Linked DNA regions of Bicyclus anynana: region 2 is linked to region 1. The links are chromatin contacts, called in public Hi-C maps. All regions are on one chromosome and are shown on one strand. The core of a region is the stretch at or near the end of the contact, and the rest is flanking DNA. Distances in the headings are between cores, read along the strand shown.

Evidence for each region. A called contact is a pair of places that touch in the nucleus more often than the background predicts.
Region 2: a contact with region 1 is called in a Hi-C map of whole larva, with 2.4 times the contacts expected there. The contact joins two enhancer-like sites. A contact is called at or near these places in 2 of 2 Hi-C or Micro-C datasets (whole body and whole larva).

The regions. Positions count from the first base shown.
Region 1 is chr20:1,947,401-1,952,886 of ilBicAnyn1.1, forward strand. All of the region lies in intron 1 of LOC112047039 (CHH-like protein), which reads left to right. Among protein-coding and RNA genes, the nearest start is that of LOC112047038, 11 kb to the left of the region's middle. Within about 2 kb of position 2,486, at least 8 of the 8 cell types and tissues checked have open chromatin away from gene starts, as enhancers often do.
Region 2 is chr20:2,016,196-2,021,681 of ilBicAnyn1.1, forward strand. All of the region lies in intron 1 of LOC112047039 (CHH-like protein), which reads left to right. Among protein-coding and RNA genes, the nearest start is that of LOC112047048, 35 kb to the right of the region's middle. Within about 2 kb of position 2,631, at least 8 of the 8 cell types and tissues checked have open chromatin away from gene starts, as enhancers often do.

The DNA of each region.
Region 1 (5,486 bases), core at 1,236-3,735:
ACTTTTCAATGGACTGATTTGTCAGGAGTAAGTATAGTTTTATCTTTCCGTCATTGCATTGCCAACACCGTTTAGCTTTTCTGTTATGATAGAAATATGTTTTGTATTAAAAGCAGATAATCTAGCCGGGAAATTTTCTAATTTTTAATTTTAACTTGTTCTAAATAGATAATAAGTAATTTAATAACGCATTTCGTAGCAAGGTACTCTGTGCTCTAATCCGGATGTATTTTTTTGTCATAATACGATAATTATGTTTTGTGTCATTGACGAGACAAAACTTTTTAATGACTTTTTTCTTCAAGGACTTTGGACTGTGATCTCAGACACGCATCGCACGAGTGCAATGTAAATTGACAGAGGTATTTAAGCAAATGTACCTCTACATTTTTTAACACGTTTAAATTAGCTTCACTTGTAACTATGTATGTAAGAAAATCTTGGAATCTCAACCGATTTCGCGGTCTTGGAATAGGATTAAATTTTGCACACGCTCTCAGTTCTGATGACAATACAAGAAACCTCATTACAAATCCAATATGGTGGCCTGGCTGTTTGAAACCCACCCCCTGATACGGATTTCAAACGAAAGGGTTTGCTGTCAGGGATACGAACAAAAATAGTCACGTGACTTAAATCCATTAAGGCAGATTTTATTTACTAATTGCCTCGTTTGTCAAGTAGCCTATAGAAATTCGAATTACGAAGTCACAGAACAGACGCCGCAAAAATTGGCATTTTTTTGTTGTTGATGTCTAATCGACTCGCAAACGATTCACGTCGACGTTTCTATCGACGTTATCGAAGATGTGGAATGCCCTTTCGGCTTCTGTGCTTCGAAACGATACGTGCTGTAACACGGAGAGCCCGTCGACTCCAGACCTTCGTCATTTTATAAAAGTTAAAAGTTTGTCAGCTCAGGGCTCTTAGTCTATTTCGATTTGTGCACCTTCAAGGCAAGAGTGAATAGGCATCTTCTAGGCAAGCGCGTTTAAACCTAGACCTTATAGCTTTCCACCAGGCATGATTATAATCAAGCGCAAGTCTATTCTGATATAAAAGAAAAAAAAGTTACCTACAAAGTTATTCCAATGCCCCGCATTAGTGGGCTTAGTGTCATAACTAAGCTAATGCGGGTCATTGGAGCAGTGGTTGGTCAATGTTCCAAAAAATTTTTTACTTATAAGTAAAGCTCTGCCAGTAGGTCATTAAACGTAGCCTATTACATGTACATAACTACTATACATTTTTGTGATCATTTAAGTGTTTTTAGATATTTATTTTTTTCATCATCATCATCATGTAAGCCGATGGACGTCCACTGCAGGACATAGGCCTTTTGTAGGGACTTCCAAACATCACGATACTGAGCCACCTGTATCCAGCGAATTCCTGCGACTCGCTTGATGTCGTCAGTCCACCAGATGGGGGTCTAACAACACTGCGCTTTGTAGTGCGTGGTCGCCATTCCAGCAACTTGGGAACTCACCGTTCATGGGCTCTTCGAACTATGTGCTTCCCGCATTTTGATTTTAAGTTTAGGTATATGTAAGAACTTTCTTAAAAAGGATACATACCTAATACACAGTACATTATTATTATTATTTAAACCATATTATTATTTCAATTAAAAAATAAAACCTAACATAAACTAGCGCTTAGCGGGTATTCCACGCGGGTGAAACTACACTCCTGGTAAGAAGATACCCACTACAAGTTGCTCTCAAGATCTCGTTCAGCCTAATGACCTTGTATAGTTGCATGCCAGTGGGGGTGCGTTAGACAATAAATCTATTTCCATTGCGCACGTCAAACGCAGCACAAACACTTTTATGACTCCAAATTCCGCGATGTACAAATTCCTGAGCGATGTTTACTAATTATAATTAAGCTATTTTTATGTAACGCACCGTTTTAGTTCCCGAGTGTGGAATGTCGTGCCAAGTCCGAAGTTATAACGAGTTAAGTATCGTGTGCATGTAATTTTTAACCGACTTCCAAAGAGGAGGACTTCCAAAAATCGAAATCTAAATTAATTTATGTTATGTACTTAGGCTTAGCTTACATTAATTTTTGAAATAATAATAATAGTTTATTTAGAGGTAGTTGGTAGTTTATTTGACGGCCTCCGTGGCGCAGTGGTTTGCGCGGTGGATTTACAAAACGGAGGTCCTGGGTTCGATACCTGGCTGGACAGATTGAGATTTTCTTAATTTGTCCAGGTCTGGCTGGTGGGAGGCTTCGGCGGTGGCTAGTTACCACCCTACCATGTGGGCCATCTATATAACCACGAAGCACTGGTTTCTTTATTAACGCGGTGTCTTTAGGATTCCACTTATTTTTCAAAATAATTTTCCCGATGATGACTTACAAGCTACCTGATCATTCTTATATTTGTTTGAGTACCAACAAGCTTTGTACGAAGTGCTACTATGTACCTCGCTGTTTACCTTCATTGGAAAATTTACACCGCACGCATTAAAAGAGGAACATTCCATCTGTTAAGTTTACATAGCTGGTTGTTAATGTAATCTTTGGTGCGTAGATAGGTATAATGCGTCAATGGAAAGCTAACAAGAGAAATTGATAGTGTAATTCGTGGAATGTGCGTGAAGACGGGCAGACAGCGCGTCTACTCCGATGCCCTCGATAGCTTCAAGCGATTATGACCTTTATTCGTGATGATTATAGAATTAATTTTCGTTAATGTTGAAGTGAATGAAACGTTTGTCATATTATTTGTTCGGAGGCATGTTTACTTTAAAAGTTCCATGTAAAACGCGTGGGTCCGAACATCAATTACATTGGTTCATGGAATACGTTAACTTGTATCGCACGTAACGGGAGGGATTCGATAAAAAAACTAACTGACTGTTTATATATACGTACAGATTGTACAAAATAAATAATTGCTTTTCCAATACAGCTCCCCTAGCCAAGTGGCACGTCGATTCTCTTTCTACGATCGCTAACGCTTTGAAAACTAGAATAATGTATGGGAATGACAGATCTTGATCACGTGAACTGTCGATAGCTAATGTCATTCCTATACATCTTTCTAGTTTTCGAAGCGTTAGCGAAAATTAAAAATGTATGGGAATGACATTGACTATCGACAGGTCACGTGATCAAGTAGTCGATCGCATCTGTCATTCACATAAGTTTTGTTAGTTTTCGAAGCGTTAGCCTTTGTAAAAAGAGAATCGACGTGCCACACGGCTAAGGTCCCCGATCCATTTCAAGTTCAATCATCTATGTATTCCACAAATCGTTTCCGTATCGTGTGGTGTAACTACCCCCTATAGTCAAACGGCGCCCTATACGTACATTTTTCCCTAATACCAGTAAGCGATAATTAAGCCAAGGTGTTAATTATATAAATTAGTTTAGTATCGCACGATACTGAGAAGAATGAGTGTAAGAAATAATGCCTCTATAACTTCGCGATTAACCGGTCGGACTCCAAACTAAAAGGATTTGGTTCCTAAAAGGCTTTTTTTCTTTTTTCTACAAGTTAGCCCTTAATGTAGTTAATCTCACCTGATGGTAAGTGATGATGCAATCTAAGATGAAAGCGGGCTAACTTGTTAGGAGTAGGGTGAAATCCACACTCCTTTCGGTTTCTACATGATATCGTACCGGAACACTAAATCGCTTGGAGGTACGTCTTTGTCGGTAGGGTAACTAGCCACGGCTGAAACCTCCCACCAGCCAAAATAAAGGTTGGATCCCTGCCGAGATCAATTATTGTCGTATACAACGTGCTTCGGTCTTGAATGAAGGTTTGGCTAATAGTCCACTACGCAAACCTAATGCGGATTGGTGAAAATTAAGAAAATTCTCAAGTACGTAGGTTTCCTCACGATGTTTATTACTATTTAATCAACCGATTTTACAAATTCTTTCACCATTACAATCACAACATCTTCACCGAGTGATTTAGGCTGTATTTTATACTGTAATTTAGGCTGTATTTTATCTCCGTACCCATGGCAACGGGTACGACGCGGGTCAAACCGCGCGGCGTATGTTACTTGTAGTTATACGTACTACCGGACGCCTGCGACTTCTTCCGCGTGGAAATCAGTGAAAACTTTCAACCCCTATTTCATCACTTTAGGGCTTGAATTTTAAAAATTCTTGAATCACACTATATTTAATATTTTTTTTTATGATTTAAGAGCAAATTTTTAAAACTGTAACTCTAAAATGAAGGACTTTTCATACAATCTTTCAACCCCATTTCTTATTTTATTTTCGCAATAAAAAGCATCCTATAACGTTTTTCATATTATGGTCTCAAAACGAGTAAAAGTTTTATTTGAATTAATTCAGTAGTTTCAGCGTGATGCTCGAATAACAAAAAAACACGGACAGACAGACAGACAAAAAATCAAATCGAAGTAAAATCTCAAATTGTGAATTAATGTTTGTAATTTGACCAGTTTTATTTTTTTTTCTACGCGAGTGTTATAAACCCTTATTTTGCAACCGATTAAAATACAATTAATCTTTTTTTGCGTCACTCAATAATTTTCTTACTTATCACGATGACAAGATTGTTTCCATTAAACGTTTTACTGGTAACTGTAACCTATTTAATAACTGAGTTTGTATTAAATATATGACTCATACGGATGTGGGAGGTTTATCTATAAGCTACGAGAAATCTAATCCATGTGTATTCTTTTGCACAGTAGTTGCTTTATTAACATTCGTTAGACTGTTTTCTATCCTTTTTTATGTTGGATACCAGGGGCAATGGTTCCTAACAACCTGATTTCTATCGGGTTACCTTTTAAAAATCCAACTCGTTCAACGGCGAAGGAAAAACATCGTGAGGAAACCTGCAAACCAGAGAGTTTTCTTAATCTGCCATTGGGCCAGCGTGGTGGACTATTGGCCTAATCCTTCTCATTCTGAGAGGAGTCTCGAGCTCAACAGTGAGCCGAATATTTGTTGATGATGATGAATAGTTTGATTAAAATAAGTGTTCTTAATTGTTACCCACGAGCCAATATAAAACGCATAGTATCTCGATAAAACCGCTTCTATGACATCGATTTAAAAAAAAAACATTTCGCGGTAATCCCAATTGTTTATCAAAGAGGAAGTTCGAATCCATTTCTCGATGATGACGTCAAGAGATTTATGTGTAAAAGATAAAAGTCTCTCATATCGACACACAGATACAACGATCCCTCATGTCCCGGTTGGGCGCCATGTTTTTTTAATACACTTTTTTTTTATTTTTTTCACCGATTCAGAGAACGGCGGCGCGCCCAGACGCTGACGTAGCCCTTCCGAGCGGTGGACCGAAAAAAAAAACAATTTCTCAAAATTATTACGTTTCCACTCAACGTCGAGGAGTAAGATCTCGAAATTACATGACGAAGTTGCTTTATTCTTGGGCCCAGGAACAAAATATTGATTCAATAGCTGACGCGCGGTTTCACCCGCGTGGTTCTCGTTCACGTAGGAGTACG
Region 2 (5,486 bases), core at 1,381-3,880, 69 kb after region 1:
TACTTCTGTGACTTCTCATCTTTGATCAGATCACGCAGAGATACAAGTTACAATCAATATGAACCTGTTTTATATTGTTTTTTTTTTAAACATTTATAATTACCACGATAAACCTGCACTCAGTCGTAAAATTTCAAACAAATAGCCACTTTATCGCCAAATGAATGGAAAATACCAAATATTTACCTATTTAAATAGTCCCCGATGCTTGTACCACAAATTGCAATATTTTGTCGCCGACAAGGACAGTGGAAACTTTCAATTAATGCAAATACATTTCACATACCATCAGTATGGGACGAGTAATCTGGCGGTGCCACTTTGTCTAGCAATAACCATTTGTTAGAGCCACGAGAGGTTTCATTTGCTTTTACAACAGAGGTCTTATTATACTGGTAAACTAAATGAGTATTTTCACAGTGTTTATGTAAACAGAATAAACTGTGTGGGTTTATTACTGAATTATGTTCATTCAATTTGAGATGTGTTTTTATTAGGCGATATTGCTTACTTTAAATGCCATTCAGAAAATTCCATTGCGCTTCAAGGTACGTTTCTAAATAGCTGTTCTTGGTAACTTTAGCTCACAAATTCTATTTTCTCGCACGATTTTCCTCTTGCTCTACTTAGACATGTCAAGAATCTTAATCTTTGTTAAATACTTACATGTCTTATAAGGACACACCTTATAAAACCTTTGATACAGTATCTACTTATAGCCATATTAAGTACATAAACATGTTTTTATAACTCAACAGTTTGAGTTTTGAATTTGTCTCCACGAGTAGGTATCTCTCTCTGGCTGTATTTGATATCGCGTTAGTGTTAAAATTCAAGACTCACAAAGTCGAGTTATAAAAATGTAGATACAGTACTCCTCTACTTTTTCTGGTCCTTGACTTCACGTGTTCGACTTTCAGATTAAAGTTTGTTTGAACTTTATCTTCAATTATGAGTCAAATTCCTTTGTTTCACTATACACTATTTAACTACAATAAATTGTTTTGTTAAGAAGCTTTGGTAATGAACGCGAATCTGTACGAAAAGGTTTCTGAATCTATACAAGCGTTATAGAAGGTGGTAGGTAAGAGAGTAATTCTTTGAAGCATATAACGAATATCATTTATTTTAGGAACACCTAATAACAAAATAAATGGTTTCAATCAATAACAAAGAAATAACGACTGTTTATCATCAATTAAATAAGTATGTAACAATTTCGATAACTAAATTACAATACGCAAAGTGAAATGGGGAGGGCACATAGTTCGAAGAACCGATGGACGTTGGGGTCCCAAGCTGCTGGAACAGCGACTCCCACCGGATAGCGCAGTATTTCTCGACCCCCTTCTAGGTGGACTGAGTATATCAAACGGGTTGCAGGGAGCCACTGGATGCTGGCGGCTCGAGACCGTTGTGTTTGGAAGTCCATGCAAGAGGCCTATGTCCAGCAGTGGACGTCCATCGGCTGTTAATGATGATGATGATGATGATGATGATGATGATGATGATGAAATTACAATAAATGTAGAGGTGTAGGTGGTAGTGCTTAGAAAAGCCGACAAGCGCTTACGAGCAAAAATAAAAAAATCTTTGTATTAATTTCATGTAAATAAATGATTAAATAATAATTCCAAAAGTATATTCATCAAACGCGGCGCTATATACGGTTTTACAAAAAGAAATTCCTATTCCCTGCATTCATTTCTTACGCATTTCTTGAGAAATATAAAAAAAAATAGAACGATCCAAATAGTCCCGGCAAGTCGGCGATGATCAAAGTGTAAATGCTACCACACGCATAACGAATGACACTGTTATTAGTGACAAGTACCCTCAGAAACAAGGTATCTGGACTAGGATAAACGCAGCTGTGCAATTATAGACCGCATTCTTAAAAAAAACTGCGTAAACTTTTTATAAAATAGCTGGGCTGGACGCATTTCATTTGCTGCTGGGTTAGGGCTGACAACAAACTTGAAATGATATTAATTTACTTTTTTCTGAAGTTTTTTTTTTATTTTTATATAAAGAATAACGTGGACATACTATCGGGCTTAATTAAAAAGATCAAGGAGGTGTTAACTTTCACTCCATCATAGCGAAAAACTCGTGTTAAGGGGTAAAACTGTGGTGCTAACATGCGACCAACAAGATTAATTCGTGGACAGAAATAGACAAAATAAATCCAATGGCGGCGCAACCGGAAATACCGTTATCTCTTTCATTGCGTGGGTACGAAAGCGATACAACAATGTTGAAAACATTGTCTTTTTTTGCCTATTTCTCTTCATAGTCGCAAGACTTTCTGAAGCTACAAATAGTGTAATTAATCTAACTGATTTATATGAAAACTTTTTTAACTACATCCCCATCCCCGGATGATATGGTTTTCCACCACTACGCTTCACTATTTAGCTGGTTCTAATAAACTGGATGTAGTAAACAATTATAGATATTTAAATAATAAACTTAGTTTTTTTTATAAACACCAAGATACCGAGACTAACAGTACGTAGTACAAAAAACGGAACCCTTATTTATTAGGTGTAGATCTTCCATTATTGTCAGCCCTACAGGTATCTTGGGTGGCAGCCGAGCAGTCTAGCGTCTGCTCGACGCGTCAGTGTGCGTGCGGTGCGGGTGTGTGCGCGCGTGGGAGCCACGCACACAGGCACACGTCTGTATGATGTATATAGCCTTCAATGCACCGCCTTCGATACTTAGTTAAAGATCTTACTTCTTAGTTATAACTTATAGATGCAGTTTGTTCATCTATATTCTACATAAACTACAAGTAGAACCTCGCAGTTTCACCCGCGTTTTTCCCATTCCCTTGCGAATATGGTGATAAAATATAGCCTATGTTCCACTCTGATAATGTAAGTTTCAAATCGATCCAATAGTTTTTGAGTTAATTACCTAGTTACATACAAATGCAAATCTTTCCTTTTTATAATATTACTATTTTATCTATACCCTAAGTACCAAATATTATAAAAACATACGCGAATGTGAGTTTATTTGTTTGTTTGTCACACTTTCACGTATAAACCACTGAACCCATTAAAAATTCCTTCACCAAAGAACAGGTACAATATATTTTTAAACTCTCGTATTCTCACGGCAAAGTCTGAAAACGCCAACCAACCCAGTCAAAATATACTCAGAGCCACAATTATCAGCCCACTTTAGCATGACGCGAGTATATTAAAGTGGGCGGATAATAAAAAATAATGGATTGACTATACCTACTTCTAAAGGCAACTTTTTAAAAAGTTTAAAAACTGACTATATAGAACATAACATTAATATTAAGCTCTAGTACTAAAATATAAAAAAAAATTAAGTTCAATGACTTATAAAATCACAGTCAAATGAAATCAAGATACAATATTTTAAAGCTTGTTGCTAAACGGCTAGAAAAGCTGTTGTAGTAGGTACGTACTTATAAGTAAATAACACCGGCTTTATATTTACCGGCCGCTATCATCAGATTACAGACATCCAATTGTGATATCATTTAGTAGGTTTCAATCGATTTTATTGTGGTAAGCATCTTAACTCTTTTCTAGGGTTCCGTACGTTCATTAGATAGCTTAGGGCACAAGCTATACTTGGTATATGAAAAAAGATCTTGCCCTTAGATGAGCACTAGAGGCGTAGTGCAACGAAGCATCGGCGAGTTTAAATTAGGTCTCGAAACCTGCCAAAGGTTTTAGTGGTACTTAAGTCCCACATAACACGTCTTGTCCCCCAGTCGGGTTACAAAGAGATTCACCCCCAAGAAAAAGGTTGCGTACGTCAAAACGCAAGAACATTATAAGCTCAGTTTGTTGTCCGTCTATCTGTCTGCAAAGGCCTTTTACTTCGGGAATGCGTGGTGATATCTAAAAGAAACTTAAACCGTATAGGTATTCAGGTCTACGGTCCCCTGAAATTGTTTAAAATTAAAGTTGTAACTTTTCGCAATATAAAGACACGGCTGTTTCTTTAGAAAAATGCATATTTCAACACTCTCGAGGGAATCAAAACTTCCCGTTGATTATAGCTATAAAAATTGTGGTAAAATGGTTATAGACATTAATACAAAAATATGCTCAAAAGTTACGTAATTAAATCCCAAAAAAGGTTGTCTAAAATTCGGGAAAAGTTCCTGAAAATATAATATGATATAGCTAGAGATAATCATTTATATTTTTAGAGTTTTAACGACAATATAATATAACATTGTTTTTTTTTAATTTAATTATTTAAGTTTTTATTAGTGTAGTCGAGTTCCCGAGCGGTGAATACCCGTGCCGCTTCACAACTAACGAAACAAGGCATCTATTCAACTCGTCAGTCCGTACACAACGAGCGCCTTGTGTTCCGTACATATGCTTTTGATTTAAGTTCTTCTCTCGCATTGATGGGTAAATGATTATCTCTAGCCATATCCAGTACCATGCACTTCATAGATGCAAAAATCCACTGCGTACCCCTTGTGCTAATTACGAACCAGTAGAAAGAATTTTTCATTTTGAATTTTATACGCGTAATGCCTACCCTAGTTAAATATCTTGCGCACGCCACTGGCCATATCATATTACTAGAGGACGTTTACGTTACGCGACGGTAACAGTATCAAACTGCCACTAGGCCCTCTGTTCTGTCATACATGATTTTTGCGAAACTTTAACCGTGTACGCAACGCACGCAGCGTAAGCTCTTTATAGGAAAATATATCCAGTTTTTGAAACATTCTTCATTGGCGCTCCGCTCCTATTGGCCTTAGCGTGATAGTACATAGCCTTCCTCAATAAATGGGCTATCTAACACTGAAATATTTTTTTAAATCGAACCAGTAGTCCCTGAGATTAGCGCAGTCCAGCAAACAAACGAACTTTTCAGCTAGTAGGTATACATATACAATAAGACGAGCTGATTCTCATCATATTATACCTATACGAGTAATTATCTAACCTGTACTAAGTTGTTGCTATTTATAGAGTAATGAGCAGGTAGCGGGTAGCGGGTAGCGACCAGGTGGCGCAGCGTTTGTCAGGTGTTCGAGCGGGCGGAGTCGTCGGACCGGATTAGGGAACACCTACCGAGTCGCACAGACTAAATAAACTACAGAAGCTTTTCTAATTAAATTATTATTATTTTTTTAATTATACGACATCATCATTATTATCAGGGTTAGGTCAATAGTCCACCACGCTGGCCCAATGCGGATTGGCAGACTTCACACACGCAGATAGTTAAGAAAATTCTCTGGTATGCAGGTTTCTTTACGATGATTTTCCTTCATCGTTTGAGACACGGCATTTAATTTCTGAATATGCACACAACTGAAAAGTTGGAGGTGCATGCCCCGGACCGGATTCGAACCCACACCTTCCGGAATCGGAGGAAGAGGTCAATTATATGACATACATATTTTTAATATTTGTTTAATTTTACAATAATATTAAAACTACGTACCTATTACGAGTACGTAC